2 separate regions of the Drosophila melanogaster genome follow, and region 1 is linked to region 2. The links are chromatin contacts, called in public Hi-C maps. All regions are on one chromosome and are shown on one strand. The core of a region is the stretch at or near the end of the contact, and the rest is flanking DNA. Distances in the headings are between cores, read along the strand shown.

Evidence for each region. A called contact is a pair of places that touch in the nucleus more often than the background predicts.
Region 1: a contact with region 2 is called in a Hi-C map of the Kc167 cell line, with 2.4 times the contacts expected there. The contact joins the enhancer-like site here to the promoter of SmydA-8 in region 2. A contact is called at or near these places in 11 of 107 Hi-C or Micro-C datasets (the Kc167 cell line, cellular blastoderm embryo, embryo and 5 more).

Annotation. Positions count from the first base shown.
Region 1 is chrX:2,381,764-2,386,643 of dm6, reverse strand. PsGEF (Protostome-specific GEF) reads left to right here. Exons shown (of 16, transcript NM_130645.6): 2 at 911-1,791; 3 at 2,129-2,405; 4 at 4,700-4,880. The coding sequence starts at 918. Among named protein-coding and RNA genes, the nearest start is that of PsGEF, 3.5 kb to the left of the region's middle. Within about 2 kb of position 3,328, at least 35 of the 39 cell types and tissues checked have an H3K27ac peak or open chromatin away from gene starts, as enhancers often do. A contact at or near this core is called in the Kc167 cell line, cellular blastoderm embryo, embryo and 5 more, where this site is marked.
Region 2 is chrX:2,210,012-2,215,106 of dm6, reverse strand. It overlaps SmydA-8 (SET and MYND domain containing, arthropod-specific, member 8), which reads left to right and starts at 1,298. Exons shown (of 2, transcript NM_001014718.2): 1 at 1,298-2,240. The coding sequence starts at 1,332. It overlaps Vinc (Vinculin), which reads left to right. Exons shown (of 6, transcript NM_001297884.1): 6 at 1-760. The coding sequence ends at 92.

The sequences.
Region 1 (4,880 bases), core at 2,079-4,578, 170 kb before region 2:
CCTTGTCTAAAGGACCCGCTCAATTTTATGGTTAGCAACCGCAGCGCAGAAATCTGTTAGGGAAATTAGCATATGTTTAATTTCAATTTAAATGCAAACCTGAAATTTGCAAGGACAGCGACGTACGAAGGACCTGGCGAGGAACTCGTTTGCCGCAAGAACAATTTGCAAATTTCCTGCTTTGTCCTGCACTTTGTTTGCCAGCTCGCCCCTTCATTTGTTGCCGTTGTTTTTCTGCCTCGAAATTGTCTGGAAGAGTTCCCAAAAACCGAAGGACACCAGAAGAATGGGAAAAAAACGAAACCAGATCGGAAGCCGCGTCGCTCTGATCCCCTTGTTTGGCAGCCAGCTGCCAAGGACCAAGGACCTAACCGGGCATACCCGATTTGCCAACCAGATCCGAAAAATCATCCAGACTAATCTGTTCTATATATATATAATGGCACCAAGCTGTTAACTGTTGGAAATCGCAAAAAAAAAAACCTAATTAAATTCAATATATTCCGTCTGCTTTATCACTCAGCGTGCCATATCTCACCCAAAACTTGCCCAAATTGTGAACCGAATACTTCTTTTTGGTCGTTTTGACTAACCCAAAAAACATGTATTTAAATATTAACAAAGTTAAAAAAAAAAATTTTTTTCGAAATTTTAAAATTTTTGTGATGGTACCCCTTACAAAAATTTAAAATTTCGAAAAAAAAATTTTTTTTTCAAATCAAAAAAATTGTAAAGCCTCACAATTAAACGTATAATTAGGAGTTTAAAAATGTATGCCACTCTTAAATATTTCAATTTTTGGCCAAGTTAAGAGCTCTTAGTGGGAAAAAAGGCACATGTATTGGGATTATAAGCCCGGCACTCCGTTACCTAGACTACCTAGATTACATTGGTATTTCTTCTCTTGCAGTAGGGACATGCCAACCATGACACGGATGCATCGCCACTCCAGTTCCAGTGCCGTGGTGGAGGAGTCGCGTGGCCGGCGCCGTGGAGTGGGCGTGCCAGGAGTCGGAGACGCGAACAAGGAGAATTTCGGGGTGCACTTCATGAGCAGTCCCTTCGGCAATGCCAGTTTGATTGCCCTGCAGGATTTGAGCAACGTGCACGGAAAGAGTCCGCAGCGCAGGAGTTTCAGCGAGGGCAGTGGTCCGCGGCAGGCCACGCCACAATTGGCGGCACTGCGCTGCTTGCCACGCACCACCGGTGGTGCAGTTGCTCTGGAGGATTCTCAGCTCTCCTCATCGCGAATGGGCGATACCACACTGGACCGCATGCTGGATGCCATCATAGAGTCGGCCAGGAAGGAGGTGAGGTGTACGAAGACACTGCCAGGCGCCGGCGCCACCACTTCGACCACCATTTTGGCGGATAATGCCGAGTGGAGCGAGACCAGTGTCCACGAAATGGAGGTGCGCACGCCCACCCACTTGAAGCGGCAGCGGGTGGTGCGGCGCAAGAACCCACACAAGACTACCACCATTAACCAAACGCAAAGTCACCAAGCCAAGAAGTTGGAGCCACTGCAGTTGGTTCCCAGCACCAAACGCTGCCTGAGCTTCTCATCCAGTTCCGCCTCGAGTGATTTGGACGAGGATGAGCAGCAGGTGGCCAAGAGGAGTTCGCTGGCCTCCCCCACCACCACACCTCCCTCCCACTGCACCACCACCACCAGCAGCATCAGCAGCAGCAGCAGCAGTAATGGTGGTGCGGACATGGAGGCCAGTCAGCGGGGCAGCATCGATGTGAGCATCGCATTCGATGCCAAGGAGCAGCAACTTAATGTACATGGTGAGTTCCAAAGACCCCAGCCCAAGCATTCATTGATTTAAAATTCGTAAAGAATCCAACTCAAAACTTCCCATAAAATTCCAATAATTTCTGCTATCAATGTCTATCATTTGCCACTTACCTTTCTATTGTACAATAACTGCACTTCAATTCAATTTAGAAACTTTCTATATAAGCCAGACACACGGCACTCAATTTCGGTAAATAGGATTATCGGGGGAGCCGTCTGCCTGAGTCTTGAGGTCCCAATCACCCAAACTGACCCGCCAGCCCACGAGAATCATGGCCGAACTCACCTGTTAATTACACCTGTCTACCTCGTCCTTCTGCATTTCAGTGATTCGCTGTCGCGACTTGCAGCGCTCCCATGGCAGTGGAAACGGCAGCATCAACGCCTACGTCAAGGTGGCCCTGTCCGGAGGAGCCCAGCCACCCGGATACGGTGGCCACTCGTCGGGGGGAAGCATGAGTTCCGGGTACCAACGCACCGCCGTCCATCGGCACTCGGGCCGCCCGTACTTCGATCAGCGATTCAACTTCCAGATTTCCAGTGGCGAGGAGACCGCTGGACAGTATCTTCAGTTGGCCGTGTGGCATCGGGATCGCCATTTAAAGTGAGTACGAGTACGGTCGACAGCCAAGAAAAGCACATAAAGTATTTCCTGAAATTGAAAAGCAAATTTTAAATATTATATGATGTACGTTACGTAGGCGTTGTGTAAATGCAAAGGGGGTGGTGGGCTTGCACAATTGGTTGTTAAATATGAATTGCTTATGCAAAGTCCTTTCTTCCGGTAGTTCCAATTACTATAATCATATCTTAATAGAGAATGCCAAACGTATTCAGTCAAAGTATCAATTGCCAATTGCGATATTGCCATTAAATATGGCCCCATGTAATGCGCCTTCTTGCGCGTGCCATCGTCGTCCTGTTGTAAGTCATTCACCCCTAAACGTTTATCGGGGGAAGTTCTGGAAGAGATTGAGGAATGGCGATGGAGGGCGTGCTTCGCAGACAGGCAAAAGACCAAGTCTGGTTAATTGTGGCGCTCTTCCTGGCCTCGTGGCACCTCCAGCGCCTTTCGCCTCCCGCCTTTCCTGGTGCATTTCCTGCACATAAACAAGCGCTCGGCGCTTTCCCCCGGAAGTTCCAGCTTGCTAGCGCAAGCGCAGTGGCTCCGGGCATGCGACTTCCAGCGACTTTCCCGGGCTGACCTGCGCTGCTACATGTTTTCCCGAGTTTTCCCAGCTCAGTTCCCGTTACTCAGTCCGAGTGGCAAGCTCGCGTGAAAAGCGGCACAGAACGGCGAACGGCAGAACGGCTGGCGAAGCTCGAAAACGCAGGAAACGAGGCAAAGTAAGCCCAAAAAAATGTATATCCTTGCGGGCCACAACGATGGCTTAAATATCGCATTTTGTTTACCTTTTTTTTTGAAGTGCCTTCAATGGCAGTGCCGCAGTGTTCAATTACGTTGCCCAAGAAAGAGTGCAACGAAAACTTATGTAACTGTGTGTGTGTGTGCGCGAAGCATGGAAAGTGTAGCATAATTTCGGGCATGCTGCTAAACAAATTGCAAACAGGAAGTGGATGAAGGCCTAGTGTGTGTTAGTGTGTGCGTGACTCGATGTATCGTATCTATGTGAGAGGAGGGCCTTTCGCAGCGTGCTCGAAAGTTAATTAAAATTCAAGGACATTCAGGAGTGTGGTACTTGAAATTGAACAATAAAATTGGTCAAATGCTGGGTTTAATGCCAAATCGATGTTGGTGGTTAGGACGATTATGCAATAATCACCAGCTCACGCACATACACACCCCTATCTTCTCTATTTTCCTTTATTTTTTGCTGTCAGCAGCTAATTGAAGTGGCCAACTAACTAAATGTACACCCGGGACACCATATCACCTATTCCATTTTCCTGCCTCACACGCAGCTGCTTTTATTTGTTGGCCATGCATAATTTACGTTCACCTGGGTTGTGAAAACAGTCTAGGCCAAAAAGGAACGTTTTAAGTCAATTTACAAAACGACTGGTGGTTGAATAATTTATGGCCAGCTTTTCGGCACACAGTTGCGGAGGCACCAATACGAAGGCCCCAACATTTTTAATGCACCTCCCGAACTGACAGCTGCGATTGCAATCGCCCCAAAAAAGAAACAACTATACATATATAGTACGAGTACAAGAACACGGACTCCGCAAGGAAAATCAATAAAAGTGACCCAAATACGCGCGCCAACTTCAGCTAAAGTGGCCAGTGGAAGAAGCAGCAGACAGAGCCTTAAGCCACTGTCATACCACCCACTGGTCCACCCACTATACCACCCACTGGACCACCCACCGAACCACCATACACCGAACCAGCCAAACACCCAGCCAATTGGCCAGGCCAAGCGCATTTCCGGGCCACATGTACGTACGTACGTACTTTGTGGCATGTGGAAATGTGGAATGTGGCGGCAGCTTAGGGCCGCTAATTGATTTATGTCACGTACGACCAGGAGAACTTGGTGTCTCGGTACGGGCTTTCTGCGGCCTTCCACGGATTGGATTGGATCAGCTGTGGGCGAGCCACCTTCACTCACTTATAAATAGACAATGTCCGTCAGACGTTGTAACGTGACGCAAACTGACCAAAATGGGTACTGCCATGGGCATTGGCATTATCCAAAAGCAATTGCGAGGGGCCAAGGATTTTGGCGGACAAGCGTTCGTTCATATCTAATGGCCATATTAGTTTTCTCAGTTCCGTCCGAGTCCGTCCACAAGCCCATTGATTCCATAATTCAGGAGACTTTGGCAAATAGCGAAGGGTCAAAAAATTCTTCAACTCATATATATATATATGTGATATTTTGTTTGACTTAGAACTTTCCCACTGACTGTTTTTTCTGCATTCCCTTTCAGACGCAGCGAGTTCCTGGGCTGCAGCACTTTTCCACTGAATGAGTTAGTGCATCCGGATTCGGGCGTCTCGGCAGGATCCTACAAGCTGCATGCACAGGCATGTCCTCCGCCTACTAGCCGCCATAGCCAACCAAAAGCCAACGCAGGCCAGGATCAAAAGCAGGAAACGGAAGCGGCGAAG
Region 2 (5,095 bases), core at 49-2,548:
GCGCCGCCGAAGGAGCCAGCATCAAGATCCGGTCGGATCAAACCAGCAATCGTTTGCAGTGGGTGCGCCGACAGCCGTGGTACCAGTACTAGGCGATTGTCAGTGCCTACGGGGATGCTGGAGGAAGGCACCTGACCATCTGCCCACCGCCCTCAACCCACCTGACCGAATGCCGCCAGCCGCGTGCCTTGTGTAACATACAAAGCTAAACACTAATCTTAATGATTTCTATTTTAAATGTTAATCCCTAATCGGTTCCATCTGAACGCCAGTTATGTAAGTGCCTGCAACTATTTATTATGTGCTCCAAGAACTTGTGCTCATGTCCCCGCCCCCGCCTTCGTGCCCCCTTCCACAGCCCATTTCCCTTCCCCCACCCGATCCTATGCTGATTTTGTTTCGATAATTTTAATAAACACATTAATTATTAAGCGTGCAATAAAGCAAAGCGATAGCCACGAAAAAGAGAGAGGAACAGGAAAGCAATATGTACATACAGCAGTCAGATTTAAGCGAATGCAACGTATATAATAAGAGACCATTTTCAATGGGCTTGCGCTCCAAGGAATCTAGAATCGCCCCTCCATCGTATTTGTAGTGTACTAACAGAAGCATTTATCGAAGCCCTTGTTTGCGTTTCAGAGTCCAGTTTATGTTCGAAATCTAACTTACTAAAACAGCGACGGATGCGCGAAGCCCAAGTTTTAACCCAAAACGATGTGTGTCATGTTCAATATATAATAAAATAAAACTGAACTTCAAAGTGTTTATTTTGTGGACTGGTTGTTTTGTTACGTTGAACTTAATGTGACCCACTTGACTTCCTTTCGTTAAGGGTTTACGCCTGCGCCTGAAAGTATGCTATGATTGTTTCTCTTCTGCTTGGAACAACAAATCGCGCCTGTAATAGAATATTACGTATACGTAGTCGCTGCAAGTACATTAATCATACGCAGTGTTGCCTACCACAAATATTACGCGTTAGGAAAAGTAAAGGCTAATATAGACTATTACGAAATTCAGCACACGCAAAAATAAATCAGTTTATATTAATTGCTTAAAAGTACATATAAATGTTTGAGCAATGCCCTCAGTGGGTTAACAACAATTCCAATAAAAGGCTAGTGTTTATTTTCCGACGGCAGCATATCCGCCAGCTGTGCCTGTCCAGCGAGCAGTCGGGAAATCCGAGAGCCACCAGACTATAATTAGCTGTCACTCCGAGAAAAGCGAGGAAACTCGCACGATCAGAGAGTTTCCGATGCGGCAGCGGTCAGTAGCGTTTCGGTTATCGACGGAATCAAGAGAGAGTTGCCCTTACTGCAGCCGATATGTCCACTAGCACACCTGTTACAGAGGAACCGAGATCCTCAAGCCAAATGACCATCAGTGCGTCCACGCAGGAATTAGCCGAACTGATAAACATCCACTTGGGTGACCTGCGACCGGAGGAGCCCTCTTGGCGGGTGGCCGACTCTCCAATTTCCGGTAGGGGCATCTTTGCCACCAGAGAAATAGCCGCTGGCGAGGAGCTCTTCCGTGAGCACACGTTGCTCGTGGGTCCAACAGCTCATAGGTCCATGAATCTGCGCACTTGCACCCTCTGCTACCGCCTGATTCCGGGATCCACGGACTCGGCAGCCCTCTGCCCAGCCGGATGCGGATTACCAGTTTGCTCGGAGTGCCGGGACTCCACGCGTCACGACCTAGAGTGCAAGCTCTTTCGCAAGTGGAAGCCTCTGGAGAGCCAGAGAATCGAACCGCGCGCCCTTAGGATTCTTAGTGTTGTGCGATGCTTCTTTCTGGACGAAGCCAGCCGAAAGTTGCTGTATGCCATGCAGGCCAATATGGATCGGTACTATATGCAGGAGGTCCAACGGGCTGCCGATTGCTTTGAGCACTTTCCGCGGGAGCAGGACATGTTGGACTACTTCTATCGCACCATCTGCGCCTTCAACACCAACGCCTTCGAAAGCCGAAGCAATGTGGATGGCCACGAGGTGTTGGTGCGGGCGCTGTTCCCTTTGGCTGGACTCCTGAACCACCAGTGCACCCCGAATGCAGCGCACCACTTCGAAAACGGAGAAACCATTGTGGTGTGCGCTACTGAACGGATTCCAGCTGGAGCCGAAATCACCATGTCGTACGCCAAGTTACTATGGTCCACGCTGGCTAGAAAAATATTCCTCGGAATGACTAAGCACTTCATCTGCAAGTGCGTTCGATGCCAAGATCCCACGGTGAGTTCACTTGTAAGCTGATTTTCAATTTGGATGAGGCACTGCATCGCAAGAGGGCCACTGCGGCGAGAATGTCGCTATTGCTGAGAAGTGCCACCGAAATAGCTCACTCGGTAGGGCCGAAAAATGTCATCGCAGGGGCATACGAGAAGGGGACTTTCGACACAGACATAAGATTAAGATTCTCACCAGCCCTATAATATATATTGGAACTCAGTGGTTTCTAGGAAGTTATTTGCAGTAACAATATTATGTAGATGTCAGTTTTCATCTTGAAATTGGCTTATCTAAATGCTTTGCTGATAAGGTAGAAAGCCCCTAGTTAGACGCCCCTGGGGAATGCAAGTGTGAGCGCGAGAGAAACATCCGATGAGCAATAAGTCAATGCGATTAAGTGAATGATTAAGTCAAGGCAGCTGGCCGACACCGAAAGCAGCGATGATCCCAAAACGTGTCCACATAGAGGATCTGCCTTCAGTGAGTACTGCTTTTATTGTCGAGAAGAGCTCTCGCAGACGAGCAATCAAGATAACTTACTGATAAACGAAACAAATACGAATGCATGTCCCCCCACACACAAATATTTCGATAGCTTTACAATAACTATCTTTTTTGAATGACATCTTGCTGGCTATCGCACTGGGGGCAATAACCAACTAAACTGTTTGCCCACAATGTAGTAGTCGGTATATTTTATTGTATGATACGATTCGGGCAGTCTGCCAATACTGACATAATGGAGGCGCCCCAACTAGTTCAAGTACCCACACATACCACATAGCCCACACTGAATTACTTATTTATTCAATTTCGGATACTGTCAAAGTCCGTATAGCACGTCAAAACAGCTATTGCCTCTCTTCTCTTCAATACCCCTTTGACCCAGTCGCACGTCAATCCACTAAAACACTAGGTTTTCCTTTTGTTTTCGCTCACTCTGTACGCCTTTAAATATAAAATTTTAGCACAAATTCTTTAAAACTTAAACGGATAAAGAATCATTTGAAATTTGTCGAGAATTTCGTTCCGCCTACCCTTTCTATTTGGGGAAAAAGGTTGTCTATTCACTTCTGCTCATGGCACTAAGTAACAAAAGCAGTGATTGAATTATCAATCACTATGATTGAAAAACTTCGCAATATGAAGACGCACAGATACGAAACATACTGTTTTTTTGCAGCTGACAACCTCACCTAACGACCCATTTCATTTTTTAGATAATTTGGTAAAAATAATTTTTTGCGAAATTTTCACTTTTTTATAAGGGGTTACATCACGTTTTTTTTCGAAAAATGGTGAAATTTTAAAATTTTTAGCTGGGAATGCCACTGGATAGGAAATTAAGCTACGAATTCAACAAGGTATGGCATTCCACATTTGATCGACTATTACAAAAGTTGTGGTCAAAATTCTGATATTTTTTTTACTAAAAATCATGACACATTTGTTTGTCAAAATGAACGACTTTTTTAATGGTTTTTTAGTTGTAACTTCGCAAAATGAAGACGCACAGATACGAAACATACTGTTTTTTGCAGCTGACAACCTCACCTAACGACCCATTTCATTTTTTAGATAATTTGGTAAAAATAATTTTTTGCGAAATTTTCACTTTTTTATAAGGGGTTACATCACGTTTTTTTTCGAAAAATGGTGAAATTTTAAAATTTTTAGCTGGGAATGCCACTGGATAGGAAATTAGGCTACGAATTCAACAAGGTATGGCATTCCACATTTGATCGACTATTACAAAAGTTGTGGTCAAAATTCTGATATTTTTTTTACTAAAAATCATGACACATTTGTTTGTCAAAATGAACGACTTTTTTATTGGTTTTTTAGTTGTAACTTCGCAAAATGAAGACGCACAGATACGAAACATACTGTTTTTTGCAGCTGACAACCTCACCTAACGACCCATTTCATTTTTTAGATAATTTGGTAAAAATAATTTTTTGCGAAATTTTCACTTTTTTATAAGGGGTTACATCACGTTTTTTTTTCGAAAAATGGTGAAATTTTAAAATTTTTAGCTGGGAATGCCACTGGATAGGAAATTAAGCTACGAATTCAACAAGGTATGGCATTCCACATTTGATCGACTATTACAAAAGTTGTGGTCAAAATTCTGATATTTTTTTTACTAAAAATCATGACACATTTGTTTGTCAAAATGAACGACTTTTTTATTGGTTTTTTAGTTGTAACTTCGCAAAATGAAGACGCACAGATACGAAACATACTGTTTTTTGCAGCTGACAACCTCACCTAACGACCCATTTCATTTTTTAGATAATTTGGTAAAAATAATTTTTTGCGAAATTTTCACTTTTTTATAAGGGGTTACATCACGTTTTTTTTCGAAAAATGGTGAAATTTTAATATTTTTAGCTGGGAATGCCACTGGATAGGAAATTAAGCTACGAATTCAACAAGGTATGGCATTCCACATTTGATCGACTATTACAAAAGTTGTGGTTGTGCTAATGTAATAATATTTATCATGATAGCTTTAAAGGACTCATGGTCGATAATGCCCGAACGCACCCTATAATTTTTCAGTTGGTATTCACGCTTTTTGATATTTGGCATTCGAGTGCGTTCTATTCGCTTCATGCCGCTCAGTCTAGCTTCCGTTCGATTGGGCCAATAAAATGCGCGTAAAAGTGAAAATAGATTTGGAATGTGGGCGAACTATAAGTTGCTGGCGGTCCGTAGCAGGAGCAGGGAGAACGGAGGTCGTACGCTTTAGAACTGATTTACGTATTACCGCAGAGAATGGGCGTGGCAGGACGAACCTACTCCACTTTGGAACATGTGACAGTGCGTGACATTCGCGTCGGAAAGTGAACAGC